Regions from separate parts of the Mus musculus genome. Here regions 1, 3 and 4 are each linked to region 2. A link is a contact called in public Hi-C and HiChIP or PLAC-seq data. All regions are on one chromosome and are shown on one strand. Each heading gives the region's core, a stretch centred on a gene start, on an enhancer-like site or on the middle of the called end of the contact. The rest is flanking DNA. Distances are from core to core; before and after follow the strand shown.

What was found. A called contact is a pair of places that touch in the nucleus more often than the background predicts. HiChIP or PLAC-seq counts read pairs in DNA pulled down with a chosen protein or histone mark.
Region 1: a contact with region 2 is called in an H3K27ac HiChIP or PLAC-seq map of acute myeloid leukemia, with 12 times the contacts expected there. The contact joins the enhancer-like site here to the promoter of Ice1 in region 2. A contact is called at or near these places in 3 of 39 promoter capture datasets (liver and pre-B cells), 3 of 484 Hi-C or Micro-C datasets (CD8 T cells and the G1E-ER4 cell line) and 2 of 115 datasets of contacts at active chromatin or transcription factors (acute myeloid leukemia and large pre-B cells).
Region 3: an H3K27ac HiChIP or PLAC-seq map of acute myeloid leukemia shows a contact between it and region 2, with 12 times the contacts expected there. The contact joins the promoter of Irx4 here to the promoter of Ice1 in region 2. A contact is called at or near these places in 4 of 115 datasets of contacts at active chromatin or transcription factors (acute myeloid leukemia, embryonic forebrain, embryonic stem cells and 1 more).
Region 4: a Hi-C map of CD8 T cells shows a contact between it and region 2, with 4 times the contacts expected there. The contact joins the promoter of Fastkd3 here to the promoter of Ice1 in region 2. A contact is called at or near these places in 2 of 39 promoter capture datasets (liver and pre-B cells), 13 of 484 Hi-C or Micro-C datasets (CD4 T cells, CD8 T cells, Th1 cells and 9 more), 4 of 115 datasets of contacts at active chromatin or transcription factors (astrocytes, bone marrow-derived dendritic cells, double positive thymocytes and 1 more) and 2 of 9 other capture datasets (adipose tissue and liver).

What each region holds. Positions count from the first base shown.
Region 1 is chr13:73,295,531-73,298,997 of GRCm38.p6, reverse strand. No RefSeq gene overlaps it. Among named protein-coding and RNA genes, the nearest start is that of Ndufs6, 31 kb to the left of the region's middle. RefSeq lists an enhancer at 1-724. Within about 2 kb of position 1,332, at least 4 of the 459 cell types and tissues checked have an H3K27ac peak or open chromatin away from gene starts, as enhancers often do. A contact at or near this core is called in acute myeloid leukemia, where this site is marked.
Region 2 is chr13:70,635,668-70,639,017 of GRCm38.p6, reverse strand. Ice1 (interactor of little elongation complex ELL subunit 1) reads left to right here and starts at 1,384. Exons shown (of 19, transcript NM_144837.3): 1 at 1,384-1,501. The coding sequence starts at 1,421.
Region 3 is chr13:73,258,551-73,261,856 of GRCm38.p6, reverse strand. Irx4 (Iroquois homeobox 4) reads right to left here and starts at 1,360. Exons shown (of 6, transcript NM_018885.2): 1 at 981-1,360.
Region 4 is chr13:68,580,764-68,584,075 of GRCm38.p6, reverse strand. Fastkd3 (FAST kinase domains 3) reads right to left here and starts at 1,866. Exons shown (of 7, transcript NM_027123.5): 1 at 1,726-1,866; 2 at 1-537. The coding sequence starts at 514. Mtrr (5-methyltetrahydrofolate-homocysteine methyltransferase reductase) reads left to right here and starts at 1,907. Exons shown (of 15, transcript NM_172480.3): 1 at 1,907-2,011.

The DNA of each region.
Region 1 (3,467 bases), core at 83-2,582, 2.7 Mb before region 2:
GGGGGAGGAAGGATGCAGATAAGCCTCCTGGGGTCCCTGGTTATCAGGCTCGACCTTTGGAGAGGCTGAGAGGGGAGTGTTGTCACCCTCAGAGATAGAAGAGTCATTGGCTGGGAGTTTCCATCCGGCATCCTGAGTGGTCAGAGGCAAGGCCATGAAAAGACAGTCAGGACTGGGGCCCTGTCCTGTCCTGTCAGCGCGTCAGTGCAGACACCCAGACACACCAGGCTCTGGACATATGTGAATGACTGTTAGTCTATTCTTACAGCAGTTTGGTGGCTGTTATGCAGGGCCTGTCCCACCTCCTGATTGACAGCCAGTGGGTAGCATGGCCATTTAGACTTCAGGAGAAGGCAAGGGTGATTGACTGAATGTGGCCTACAAAGACATCTGGCAGCCCCAGGAAGAGCAGCCTCTCACCTGTATGGAAAAGAAGAAAGTGAGTTGCTTGATTCACTGAAACCATGGCATTGTGTGCTGCAGGGCACTTGTGCAATCATAGGTTGGTCTTGGGTTTGATTAAGTCTATGCCTCTCTGTCTTCTAGAAGAATCAAGAACGTGTGGAGGGAGGGAGTGATTTCTGTGTTTTAAGAATAGAAAATTTGAATCCCCATGGACTGATGAACTGGACACATAAAAGACTTTACAGTGATCCCCATTTATTCACATCAAGCTCCGGAAACACAATGTAGCCTTCAGTGGTGGAGGAAAATTGGAAAACCAGCCTTCTCTAGAAATGGTTGCTTTAAAAGTCTCTGTGGGCAGGACAGTGGTGGCACACGCCTTTAATCCCAGCACTTGAGAGGCAGAGGCAGGCAGATTTCTGAGTTCAAGGCCAAGCCTGGTCTACAAAGTGAGTTCCAGGACAGCCAGGGCTACACAGAGAAACCCTGTCTAGAAAAAAAATCTAAATAAATAAGTAAGCAAATAAGTAAATCTCCCTGTGGTTGGCTGTCCACATGACACACATGTCATTCACAAATGTCCAGAGCCTGGTGTGTCTTACAGGAAGTCCTGCTTCAGATGGGCTTCCATGTGTTGTAAGCCTAGCCTTTAACGGCTGAGTCATCTCTCCAGCCCTGGGTCTCCTTGTGTTTGGGAATGTCTATATGCTGGGGCTCCTTCTGGGAGTGTAGTCAGTGGCTGGAGAAGACAATGCCCTACATAGCGGCAAAGCCATTACAATAATGAGTTGGATACTCTCTTGGAATCCATTAAGGTTAGTCTTGACTACCACTTGCTTCATGACGAAAAGACTTGACAGTGCTGGTAGAGTTGTAAGGGGCCTCATGTCACCACAGAGATGTCTGCCAGTATTTTGCAATGTGTGTGTCCACACATGTACCACCAAAAACGTGTATCTATTCACATGCATTTCACCAAAGTGAGAAGCAGTATTCAGTTTGTAAGGGTGTGAATTATAATGTTTAAAACATTAATTTTTGTCTTTTGAGAGTCTTACTAAGTAGTCCTGGCTAACCTGAACTTGGTATATAGACCAGAGTGGAAAAATCCTGTACGCGAGTGAGCATTGTCATGTCTGGCTTGGATAATCTTTTAAAGATATACTTTTGGTGCTGGGAATAGAATGTAGGGTTTTACACACAAGAGCTCTGTATCAGTGAGCTATGTATTCAAACTAAAGATGCTTTTCTTGAACTGAAAAATCCCACTTTAGATTTTTTATTAGGTATTTTCTTCATTTACATTTCCAATGTTATCCCAAAAGTCCCCCCATACCCTCCCCCCACTCCCCTCCCCCACTTTAGTTTTAAAACGTACCAAAATAATAAAGAACATACATTGGTCTCCAAACTGAAGGAGACAAGGACTTTTAATCAACACAAATCTTCAAATCATTCTACAATCTTAACTCAGAAACAACAACAACAATAAAAAACCAATCAAATTCTAGTGAACTAAGAAATGTTGTTATCTGCAGTCAAAACTGCAATTGAATTGACTCCTGTCATAGTGTGGAAACCACTGTGTAAATTCGTAGATTTATGAGGCTCTGTTTTCATGACAGGAAAGGGGTTCAAGACATGGACACAGAGCTAGGAAAACCCTGTGTCTACCTGATGAAGCTCGCTATGGGAGGCAGCGATTTATGGACTCTGACCTAAAAGGCTTTATTTATTTATTTTCTCTTTGGGCTAGAGATGACCCATAGCATTTGGTGCTGTGTTCTCTTTAAGTGATATTTGAGATGTGTTCCTCTTCTCTGAGAGTCCTTGTTCTTAAAATGATTTCTCAGTGGAAGAAAAAAAAAACTCTAGAGAGTCAAATGGAGATATTGTGAGCTCTTGGAACATTCTAGCACTCTGGCATGTGTCATCCCAGATGTCTGTCTTCCACACTTCTCTGTATAGTTTAGGAAGGTGCCCTGGTGTAAGCATCACCTATGGGGGCAATGCTGTTGTCAGCAGAAGTGACGTGTTCACACTTGTGTCGGTGTGCACCCAGGAACATGAAGATCATAGCCTGTTTCTTCCAGGGACATCCAAAGCGCACTCTAGGTGGTATGTGAAGACAGAATCCTAGCCAGAGACATGAAATGCATGATTAATTAGCATGACATTGTGGCCGCAGGTACTGATGTGCGGGTGTCCCAGCACCTTGTGCCATCTCCTACCATCCCCTGGGAGGCTCCACCTGAAGACTGCATGCCTTCCAGCAGTTGGTGCTGCTAAGAAGATCTTCCTGGATTATGATCCTGTGCTCAGTTCTGATCACATACCAGGAGCATGGAAAATGAACATTTAACAGGAATGTGTACATTTCCTATCTCAGTATCCCTTGAAAAGACAAATACAGCGGTCAGAGATTTCCCAGATAGAGGGTGGCTCCACTCACTTTAGCTAAGTTATTGAGACTCTCATGGTGTCTTTCATGACCTGGCACCTTCTGCTTTCCATATTCACCAAGTATCTATTGTATACAGCCATCTTTGTCCATAAGGACTCTAACATATGTTTCCTTAGCTCTCACTTTATGCTTTACAGAAATGGTTCACGAAATGAGTCTTTTCAACCTCATCCAAGCATAGTGTGTAGAGACCCTACCTGTAGCATCTGGAGCTGGGCATCGATCGTGGCTGTTCTGTGCTGTCTAGTGGGTGTTTCTTATGAGGTTTCTGGAAGTTTGAATGTTGTGTATTAATGTGAGACTCAGGCCAGGGGGCATTCTCAAGCAAGCCTCAGGAATCGACTTCGTGCCATTGGTAAAGCAATTCCATCTTCTAGAAAAAAAAAAAACTTTAAAACCTCTGTAGCATCTATCAAATTCTCAAGTCCTTTTCGTTCAGCTCCTCTCTTGGTCTTTCAGAGACTACAGAACCTAAGGTTTTATAGTGTGGGCCTTGGGGTACCCATTGGAACCCAAGGGCACTCTGTAGTAGTCAGGGCAGACCTTATTCCTGGAGTCGGCCTTTGTACTCACACTGCCTTAAGGCAAGTTCCCCACC
Region 2 (3,350 bases), core at 135-2,634:
TCAGATCTTGTTACGGATGGTTGTGAGCCACCATGTGGTTGCTGGGATTTGAACTCTGGACCTTCGGAAGAGCAGTCAGGTGCTCTTACCCGCTGAGCCATCTGACCAGCCCCTATCGTGGAGATCTTGAGGCATATACTGGCTATGAATCCCAAGAGATTAAGATTGGAAGCTCTCTGAGTTCAAGGTCATCTGGGACAAAGCAAGTCCCAGATCCAGGCATGGTGACACACACCTTTAATTTGGGCCGTATCTTCTGCTAGAGACCTACATAAGGACATTAGATGAAGAAAGATAGGCTCTCTCTTCTTTGCCTGCTTGCCCTGTGGAACTGAGCAACTGCTAGATCGTTGGACTTCCATTCACAGCTGCTGCTGACCATTGTTGGCGAGTTGGACTACAGAGTATAAGTCATCAATAAATTCCCTTACTATATAGAGTCTACCCATAAGTTCTGTGACTCTAGAGAACCCTCACTAATAAATGCAACACTGTTGTTGAGATTGGGACTTTGTAACCAGAAGATGAGGAGCCGCCAGAAACTTCCTAGTAGACAGATACTGATGGCAACAAAGTTTCTGAGGAGAGTGGATACAATGCTAGGATGTCAGCGAGAGTTCAAGCCCTGATTTCAAGTGGCTTTTAAAGCTGAATGAGGATTTCTTCTTTCCACCTCTCCAGCCTAAGGGTGAAGATGACTGGGAAACCGGCTCGAAGGGGTTTGTCTGGTTGGCTGCGTGCAGACACACCCCACACGTTAGTAGCAGAGCATGGAGCCCTAGAGGTTGGCCTCCAGGCGGTGCTCACCCTGCCGCTGCGAGGCACTCCGGGAATTGTAGTTTTTCTTCCGCTCCCTGCCTGTCTACTGGGAGAATAGTGCAGTAGCTCTGCAAGAAGCGTTCGCACTTTCCAAACCCAGGCTCGGGTCCTCCTTCGGTGGTCGGCATGCCAATGACATCGCAAAACCCCCGCCCCTTGGAGGCTGAAGGGATTTAGGCGTCTACACAGGGCCTGTAATGAGGCAGCTGACAGATGCACAGACAGTTCGTGAAGGCAGGCCCTGGCTCTTGTTCATCTCTTCCAAGATGTGTCCTAAGGCTTTGCTTTTTGTACGACCACGCTTCGTTCTGGCTTTTTGATCAGGCGGATCTGCGGGCAGCCCCGACGGGGGGCGGGGCTGGGTGGGGCGGGGACCTCGTGTGCTGTCGTCGCTTTGGGCCCTCGGGGCTGCGCCGCTCTCAAGTGCCCTGGGCTGCTTCGCTGGTCTGAGCCCTAGGCCGGCTCCACGGGGACCTTGGCGCACGCATGGACCTGCCCGCGCCCGGCGGGAAGCGGCCAGGCTGGCGGTGGCTGGGGCGGCGGAGCAGGGCCGAGGCAGCGGGCCCCTGAGCGCGCGCCCTGCAGGCCGGGCCGCAGCACCATGATGCCCGGCGAGACGCACCCGGCGGCGCCCGGGCCAGCCGACCTCGCGCGGTGTCAGGGCTGCGCCTCCCTGCAGCAGGTACGCAGGATCCCTGGCTGACCCTTTTGCGCCGTTTTGGGGGCGGGTGCCGGTGCTTTGTTTAATCACGGACAGAATTGGTTCAGCTGCTGCGATGCCGGCGGCGGACAGAGTGAGCGTGCTCTTCAGGACTCCTCGTCTTCCCGACTCAGGGTTTGCAGGGCCCAGTTTGGTTGGTGGGTGACGCTGTCTACGCGCGGAGGGAATCTTCCTCTCTGTGATGAAGGCCTCCTCGCACTCCTAATTATTTGTTGTTTGAAGGCAAGGGTTTTATGTTGCGTGCCCAGGTCGCTAGACTTCCAAGATTCCGGAACGGAACTGCATTTTAGCTTACACGTATCTATTAATATACTGCCAAGCTTAGCTTTTGTTAAGTAGCATGTTAGTTGTCTGATTAAAATTGTCCAATAAACATACGTGGGTCTAGGTAGTTTGTTACAGTGTCATGTCCTGTTCTTAACAATGGATCGCTGCAGATGGGTTCTAGGTTTTACTGATGCAATAGAAATAGTCCCCAGTGCTCAGGGCTGGAGACTCGCACAGCTTTCTGTCTTAGAGTTCCATTCACCTATTGTCAGTGGCAAAACGGAACTTGCCCTTGCTCCCGTTCAGTTCATCCCCTTTCTACCCAGTGTTCTAAGCACTGTTCATATTCTGGTAAACCACCTGGACACGGATAAGATGAACGTGCGCAAGTACGACTCGACAGGATTTTAGATGTTGGGAAGGAAATAATGGAAGATGTCAGGGGGTTCTGGTGAGGTGGTGTTGAGGCAGTGGGAGTTGTGAATGTTGAAAAGTAGCTCTGGAGATCGGTTTTAACAAGTGGGACGGTTTCTTGATGTTTGATGAGCAAAGCCTGTGGCAGCCTCGGGGTTGGTGAGACGAGATAAGGGATGCAGACTAGCTAGCTATCTGTGGAAGTTTGCTTTTTATTGTAAAGTGCAATGTCTCTGCGCCGATTCGTATGTTCTAGTTGCTTGGAGAATAGGAAATGGTTTGGCACTCTCATAGAGAAGATGGAGAGTCAAGCCATGTTGTAGCTAGGCCACATCGTGTAGGCATCTTATAACCCTCCCCTCCCTTAAAAGATTCTGAATGGAACGCTTCTTTAATGGACCATATTTGTGTTTTGAGCCTATTTACTCAAATTTTTTGATCCCCTGCTAGTTTATAACAATGTACGCAAAGAGAAGAGGAAAGTTACATTAGAAGCAACATATTGGTAACAAACAGGCAAAAGTAGGAGGGGAGAGTGGGTAAGGACCAGGCTTTTGGCTGCTGAGATTTTCTGGTCTTTGGAAAAATCGTATTTGAACAAGGTTATAGGAGAGCGAGTTCGGTTGATTTCTTTGAAGCCCGACATCCTAGTGGATGCCTCAAGGCCTGGGGTAGTTGCTTTCCTGGTGTGCTTGAGAAGACCGGTGAGGCCACAGCAGACTGAAGATTTAGGATTTGCAGAGGTCAGAAGAGCCAGAAGAGCCCTGGTTGTGTGGTTCTCATACACCCACACCGTTGTATGAGCTTGGGCTTCTCTGGATGAGGTGGTGGTGAATCATTGCAGGTATTTGAACAGACAGCTGTGTGACCCATTCTTCTTAGCCCTCTGGAGAGCTGCATTCACACACTGCTCACCAGGAGTCCCTGTCCTGTTGAGTGAGCAGTGCCATTGATTTCTTTAGGTTGCTTAGGCCAGAAACTGGTGGCTATCCTGGTGCCTTCCTTCTTTGACAGCCTGCATCCAGTCCGTTTGCTGGGTCTCTTGTTCCCACCGCCTGTCTTTATTTTGGCCTGGAAGCTGCTGCTTTTGCTTCCCAAGGACACCTTTGTTCCCTCCCTCCAGGTCACA
Region 3 (3,306 bases), core at 111-2,610, 2.6 Mb before region 2:
GACCTTCAGCTAAAACAATCTTGCATAGATGCTTCATGCTGTGACTAGAAACTCTTAGGGCCCCTAAATATAAACCACCATTTAGCAGTAGCCAGACCACTTGGCTTCCTGCAGTGTGGGCAACTGATCACCTTTGGAGAGGGCTTCAAGAGATCAGAGACCGAAGGCCTGATCAGATACCAAAGGGGTGGAGCAGGGAGCAGTTAGCCCCAAGAATTGGGAGTCTAGGGTTGATAATGGCCACAGAACTGGTGAGAGCTTGTAGGAAGGCGGATCTGGCCTTGATATTCCTGCCACCACCTAAGTCCCGGCTCTCCAGAGTGATCCTCGGAGCACTTTTTAGCTACACCAAGAGCTCCGTGGGAGCTTATTCTATCCCAGAGAGAAGTTGAGTACAACACAAGGCCAAAACAGAAGCCAGGCACCAAGAAAGAGCCTTTTTGTCTGAGGCTAGGCCGGAGCTTGGGATGCCTGGGTCCACTTTGGACACTCAACTGGTGTAGGCTCAGAAAGACGCCCTAGGTGCCAGAGATGCTGCGTGGTGCGGGCACCCTCCCCTTGCCTCAGATCATTCTTTAGCAGTCAACCACTGCTCCCTTTCCTCAGCCAGTGGGGTGAGCTGCTGGGACACGCGTTGAAATTCCCGTTTGCTTCCCCCAATGCCCTCCTTTCTGGCCCTCTCTTCCTCAGCTCTCCTACTGCACCCCCACGGAACGTTCGTTCGTTCGGCGCCGCCAAAGGAAGGAAGGAGCGCACTCAGGGGGTCCAACAGCACAAGCTGTTCTATCCCTCGCAAGCCAACACGGTCCGCGGGGACCCGAGCATCCCGTACCCGGATGCCGGGTCCTTCCCATCCGCTTACCAAAAACTTGCATCAAATGCAGCGACCTCCAAAGCCTCTATCCGCTAGAAGCAAACTTTGTCCCCTCCGGCGCAAGAGCGATCCTCGCAAAGTTTGAGCAGCAGAAACAATTTCTTACCTGCGCCAGGAAAGAGCCGGCCCGCGCCGCTTAGGCGCCAGGGCCTCCGGGAGCAGCGCGCAGCCCGGGACGCACCGGGGAGTCACCGCCGCCGCTGCCGCCGCCGCCTCCGCCGCCCGCGCCCCTCGGCGGCCGCGCGGAGCCTCTGCCTCCTCCGCCTCCTCGAAAGGGGGGGAGGGGTCTCGGAACCCCGGGAGGGGGCGGGCGTGGGGACCTTGCCTACCTGCAGTGGCGCCGGGCCACTCCTGGCTGCCCGCTAGGGCTCTGCGCGGCCGCTGGGCGCGCGCGCTCCGGCGGGGAGCAAGCGACAACTAATGGAGACATTTCCAGGCGGAGCACCTGGAGAGCAGAGCGCGCCGGCGTCCCCAGGCGCCGCGGTCGTCAGCCGAGCCCGCACCGGCGTGACGTGGGCGAGCGAGCGAGTTGCTCCCACCCGGCCGCCCATTAACGCTTTCCCCCCGCGGGCGCCCAACGCTTGCCAACTTTCCCCTCCGCCCTGGCCGCGCACCGGGTGCGCGGGTGTAGGGGCTGGCATGAGGGGTTCCTGAGGGTGAGGGTTCAGGCTTGGCCTCCTCAGAATGGTTTGGCGAGAATGCCTGGGCCCTAAGAGGACAGCCCAACCCTACCAGGACAGCAGAGGACATTGGTCCCTGGTTTGATCAAATGCTTGGCCTGCCCTGTGGATCCAGAGGCCTTGGGCACGCGGACCGGTCTCTAAATGGTTTCCTTTCCTTACCCATGCTGTCTGCTTGGGAAATGTGCCTCCTCAACTCTTAGGACAGAGATTCCTCTTCGCAGACCCTACCTACTCTGCCCTCACAATGCTATCCTTGGGAGTAAAATGGGCTTTCAAGCACCCCCCCCCCCGTCACTTTTCCCGACTTTCCACACACACCACCCACTGTAATGCAGCAGTTCTGGTTCCCTTCTTGTGGTCACAATAGTCCCAACCAACCTGGCTCTTGGCTGTTTGGGCAGCAAGTCTTCCTCACAGACTTGAGCAAGAGGAATCCGTAGTCCAATTTGACAGAAACTGCTGAGGATCCCAGTAGATCTGTGACCTTTCTGGGCGGGAGCTTACTCAGGACTATCAGGATCCAGCTGGGCCTCTGACCTGGAACACAAAAGAGGACAGATGTTCACTGGTTTCTTTAGCCTGAGGCTGGAGCCCAAGACAGGAGTGGTAGGTCCAGGCTCAGAACCCCTCTCACCTCCTGTTCAGTATCAGAGCCTTTGCCTTTCGCTCCCTTGAAGACTCCTTTTGTGGACTTGCTGCCCTACAAAGGTCTCAGTATAGGAGAGAGGCCCGGTGTGAGCACCACCTGTCCAGTTAGAGCAGGAAGGGGCTGTGGCCTGTAGAGCCCCAGGGCTTCTGCAGGACACCCCTTCCTCCTGCATAGTTTTCACTTCAAAGACCCAACTTACTTCTCTTCACCCACAGCAGTTCAATGACCTTTGAGATTTGTTGGGTTAGATAACCTCGGAGAAAGTTATCTCTGATTTTTCCCCCTTTGCTCCCCCCCCACCCCTTCGGAGCTCTTTGCAGCTGCTGGAGGGGTAATTCCAAATTGCTTGCTTCCCCAGCAGCCTGTAGCTGATCTGTGGCTGCAGACCTCACCCATCCAGCAGTGCCCAGCCAGGCTGAGTTGGAGTTCCAGGGGCTGCTGTAGGTCGGATACTACTTTAATCTCTGGCTGCTTTGGAAACCTGCTAGGCCACCGGTATAGCCCCCAATAAGCTAGGAGAGGGGACCTGGATTCTGGGTCTTGTCCCTTCTGTTTCAAGCCTGGGAGGCAAATGGGGGAGGGGTTTTTATTTATTTAAGGAAGGATGGAGGCATCCATTTGGAAGGTGGGAAGACTTGTCTAATTCCAACTAGAAGGAAGTAGAGAATAGGGGCATGCCTGCTCCCAGGGAAGGAGCAGGCATTTCTGGTTTCCCCCTTGTTTTGGGGCTCTTTTTAGGGTTTGTAGGAACCTCCTTGCACTTCACTGCATAGACAGAGACGGGCCCATGGGTACCTCTCCCGTGAGCCTTAGCTTCCATTTAAAGTTAAAACAAGCAAGGTGCATGTATGTGTTCATGAGTGTTACAACCTTAGCTGACTTGACTCATTTCATGCTCACCGAGGCTTCCCAAAGTACCAGCCACAGTCTAGAAACACCATTTGCACAAATCATGGCCTGTGTTATCTTCATGACCCAGCCCACATGGGTGGCACCCATCCCCCGACCCCACCCCAGCATAGGAGTTTAATTGGAGCTCTGGAGCCTTCCATGGGAGGAAGAGCAGGTGCCATCTCCTAATTTAGAGTTCATTTGGCTGA
Region 4 (3,312 bases), core at 617-3,116, 2.1 Mb after region 2:
GTGAGGGGTCTCGCTCACACCGGAGGCAAAGAGCCTGGAAGGCACGGTTCTCCAGCACTCCTTCTGGCAGCCTTTGCTCACCATCCCTCCTCCCTATCTCACAGATCCTGAGTAGAGCTGCCATTGCCAGAGGGACAGGCAGGGTGTCCAGGGCACTTATGAAACTCAGCACTTCCTCAAAGGAAGTGAAGTAGCTTAGTCTCCTGAAAAGCATCTCTTCATCCTCGTTTTGAAGACTCTGTCCTGGCTGGTTCCATTCCTGCGCCTGGGAGGACCATGGCTCGCCCACGGGATGAAAGTCATTTCCCTTTTCTGAGTGGAAGTTTTTACAGTATGCGTGATGGAATCTGACCCTGAACAGCTCAGGTTGTAGGGAGCAGAAGCACACACTCAGGCGATCTGTGACTGCCTTTGGGGCATGACTGGCAGGGTGAATTTTCAGAGCAACCACAGCTCCAGGTATCCAAAGAATGGACTTATGACAAAAGGCCCTCCGCAGGGTGATGAACGCCATGCCATAGAATTCACAACATGTGACTTAGCATAAGAAAAACAAAAACAAAAACCATGGTCAAATGCTGAGAAAGACAACACCAACGCTACGAAACTAAGAATGAGTATCCCATGACAAAGATTAAAAAAAAAAAAGAACCTTGCAAAAATATTTTAAAAACCAAGGTTTACTTTTCCCACCGAGCCAGGAAACAAGAGAAAGCCTGGGAAGGGGGTCCCCACTCTCCTGGTCCTGATTGCCACACCCAATTGGCTGACACCCAACAGTTGCACCATAACTAGACAAGGCACCGGTAGAAGACATGCACACCCCTTTCTAGGCAGTGTCACTAGGTTTTTTTTTTTAAATGAACTATGCCTTATATCTAAACTCCTTGAGTCCTATGTGTATGTAAGGATCTCAGATTAATGTTTTACCACAACGTAATTCCTCTTCAAAGGCCATGTTCTATGGACAAAGTGAAGGGTGTGCACCAAGGCATGTCTCCTTTAATATGTTTAAAGTTGGCTGCTGATTAAATAGCCCCCCAAACCCCATAATCCTATACATAAGTTACTACTCAGGCTTTCAGGCTTACGCGTCTCTTCAGTTTTCAAAAAAGGCTATTTTTTGAGTAATCAGAACTCATTGACCTTGCTGCGCTCTGGCTCATTCTGAAATTTCTTTTCAGTGGCCCTTGAACACCTTAGTGTTGTCGGGTAGACTGAAGCATCATAGGGCTGACTTCCTGTGGCTTCACTGTGTCTGGGCGAGATGCTGGCTCCTAACCCTAACTGCGATCGCTGCCCAGCCCTTACTTTAAGTCCTGCCTATGGGCTAGGTTACTGTAATTCAGTTCGTCTGGTTGACGCTTTTCCCGCTAAGGACCCTGCAGCCCAAGGAAACCACCTCTGTGTACAGTGAAGCTGGGCGCGAAGAGGAAGAGCTGGAATTCAGATTCTACCTCCAAATCTCGACACTCACGTGATGGGGAAAGGGAACGTCAATGTTGATAATTGCGAGAGAGGAGGAGCAGCCGACAAGATTCAAACTCCGGGTATGAGCCGGGCAAAGCATGGTAATTCGCGCTGAGAAGCTGGGCTGGGGCTCACGCACAATCACAGAAAAGCAAGCGGAGCAGGGCAACGGCGGAGGCAGGCGCCGCGCGACCGGACCGGAGCCCACGGAGCACGAGTGGGGAAGCCCGGGGGTCCTAATCCCGAGACACTTACCGAGCGGCTCCAAGCCGCACCCGGGACAGGACAGACACGGAGCTTCCGAGCCCTGGGAGCGTCCGTACACGGACGCTGCCCCTTACCTGGAGAACATTCCGGCGCGTGCGCGGCACTAAGGCCACCCACCCACCCACATCCGGCGATCAGCGATTGGCCCAGGTCCGCCCGCATGTCTGTTGGCGGTCGTGCGGAGCATGCGTGCTGTGCCGCGCGCGTGCGCAGTGCTCCCGGACTGTGCCTGTCGGAGGAGAACGGGGTTCCGCGCGGGAATTCGCGCCTGGAGGTATTCGGCGGGGGACGGCGGGAGCGACGGAAGCGGTGGGGGAGCCGGGACTCGCGCCTGCGCAGTGGGGATGAGCCGCTGAGTTTTCCGGACCGCGGTGGGGTTCACGGGGAGCACTTGGGAGGCGGACCGCGGTGGGGTTCACGGGGAGCACTTGGGAGGAGTCGGCTCCGCCACCTTTCCCAAAACCTCGTGAGCTCGCACGTGTCACCCATTGGTCCTGTCGAGTCTGTGGCAGTGCTTCCCGATGAACCTTTGAAGGGTTTGTGTCCTAGCTCCCCAGCGGATAAGCCACAAGTGCTTAGAAACTAACTAGAGTTGATTCACTCAGGAAAAGATAATTTTATATAGGCCGGCTACCACTCAGCGTTAGCCACTGGATAGAATGGCGGAGTGTGGAATCCCAGAGCCCTTTATCTTCTTTTTCTCTTGGTTATCTCCGGGGTAAGGCATGAATTAGAAATACCGTCTCTGTGTAAAGTCCATGTACGCTGACTACTGATAGATGCAATGATGCCATCTTTGATGACGACCAGTGCTTTGATTAGGATCTAGCAGGAAACACGAACTCCCCAGTTTCACGTGAACATTGTACAGTTACAGTTTTGGTTTTTTAAAGATTACTTATTTATTTTATATATATGAGTATACTGTGGCTGTACTGATGGTTGTGAACCATCATGTCGTTTCTGGGACTTTGAATTCAGAACCTTTACTTGCTCCGGAGGATCCTGCTCGCTCCAGCCTAAAGGTTTATTTATTATTATATGTAAGTACACTGTAGCTGTCTTCAGAGGCACCAGAAGAGGGCGTCAGATCTCATTAGGGATGGTTGTGAGCTACCATGTGATTGCTGGGATTTGAACTCAGAACCTTGGGAAGAGCAGTCAGTGGTCTCTTAACTGCTGAGTTACAGTTTGTTTTTGTTTTTTGTTTTTGTTTTTTGTTTTTTTTTTGCTTTGTTTTTAAACGGCAGAAACAATAGCCTTTGTAAGCGACACTGTGTTTGAGCATGGCTTAGCCCCTTCACCATTCAGGCTTATGATCCTAATTCAGAGTACAAATGGGCAGAAAGGCAGATCACTCCTATAGTTAGGCACTAATGAATGACAGACACTTGCAAGACCCAACAGTAGCTAGAAATCAAGAGTGGGTTTCACGCCATCAGGGACAATTCAAAAACGTCACTTTTGTATACCTCCTGTCTTAATTCTCTCATACTGCGATTCGTTTAAAATCAGTGCTAAGGAACAAGTTTAGAGAAGGCTGTTTGAAATTATGTTTGGGTGTCCTGCGGGCTA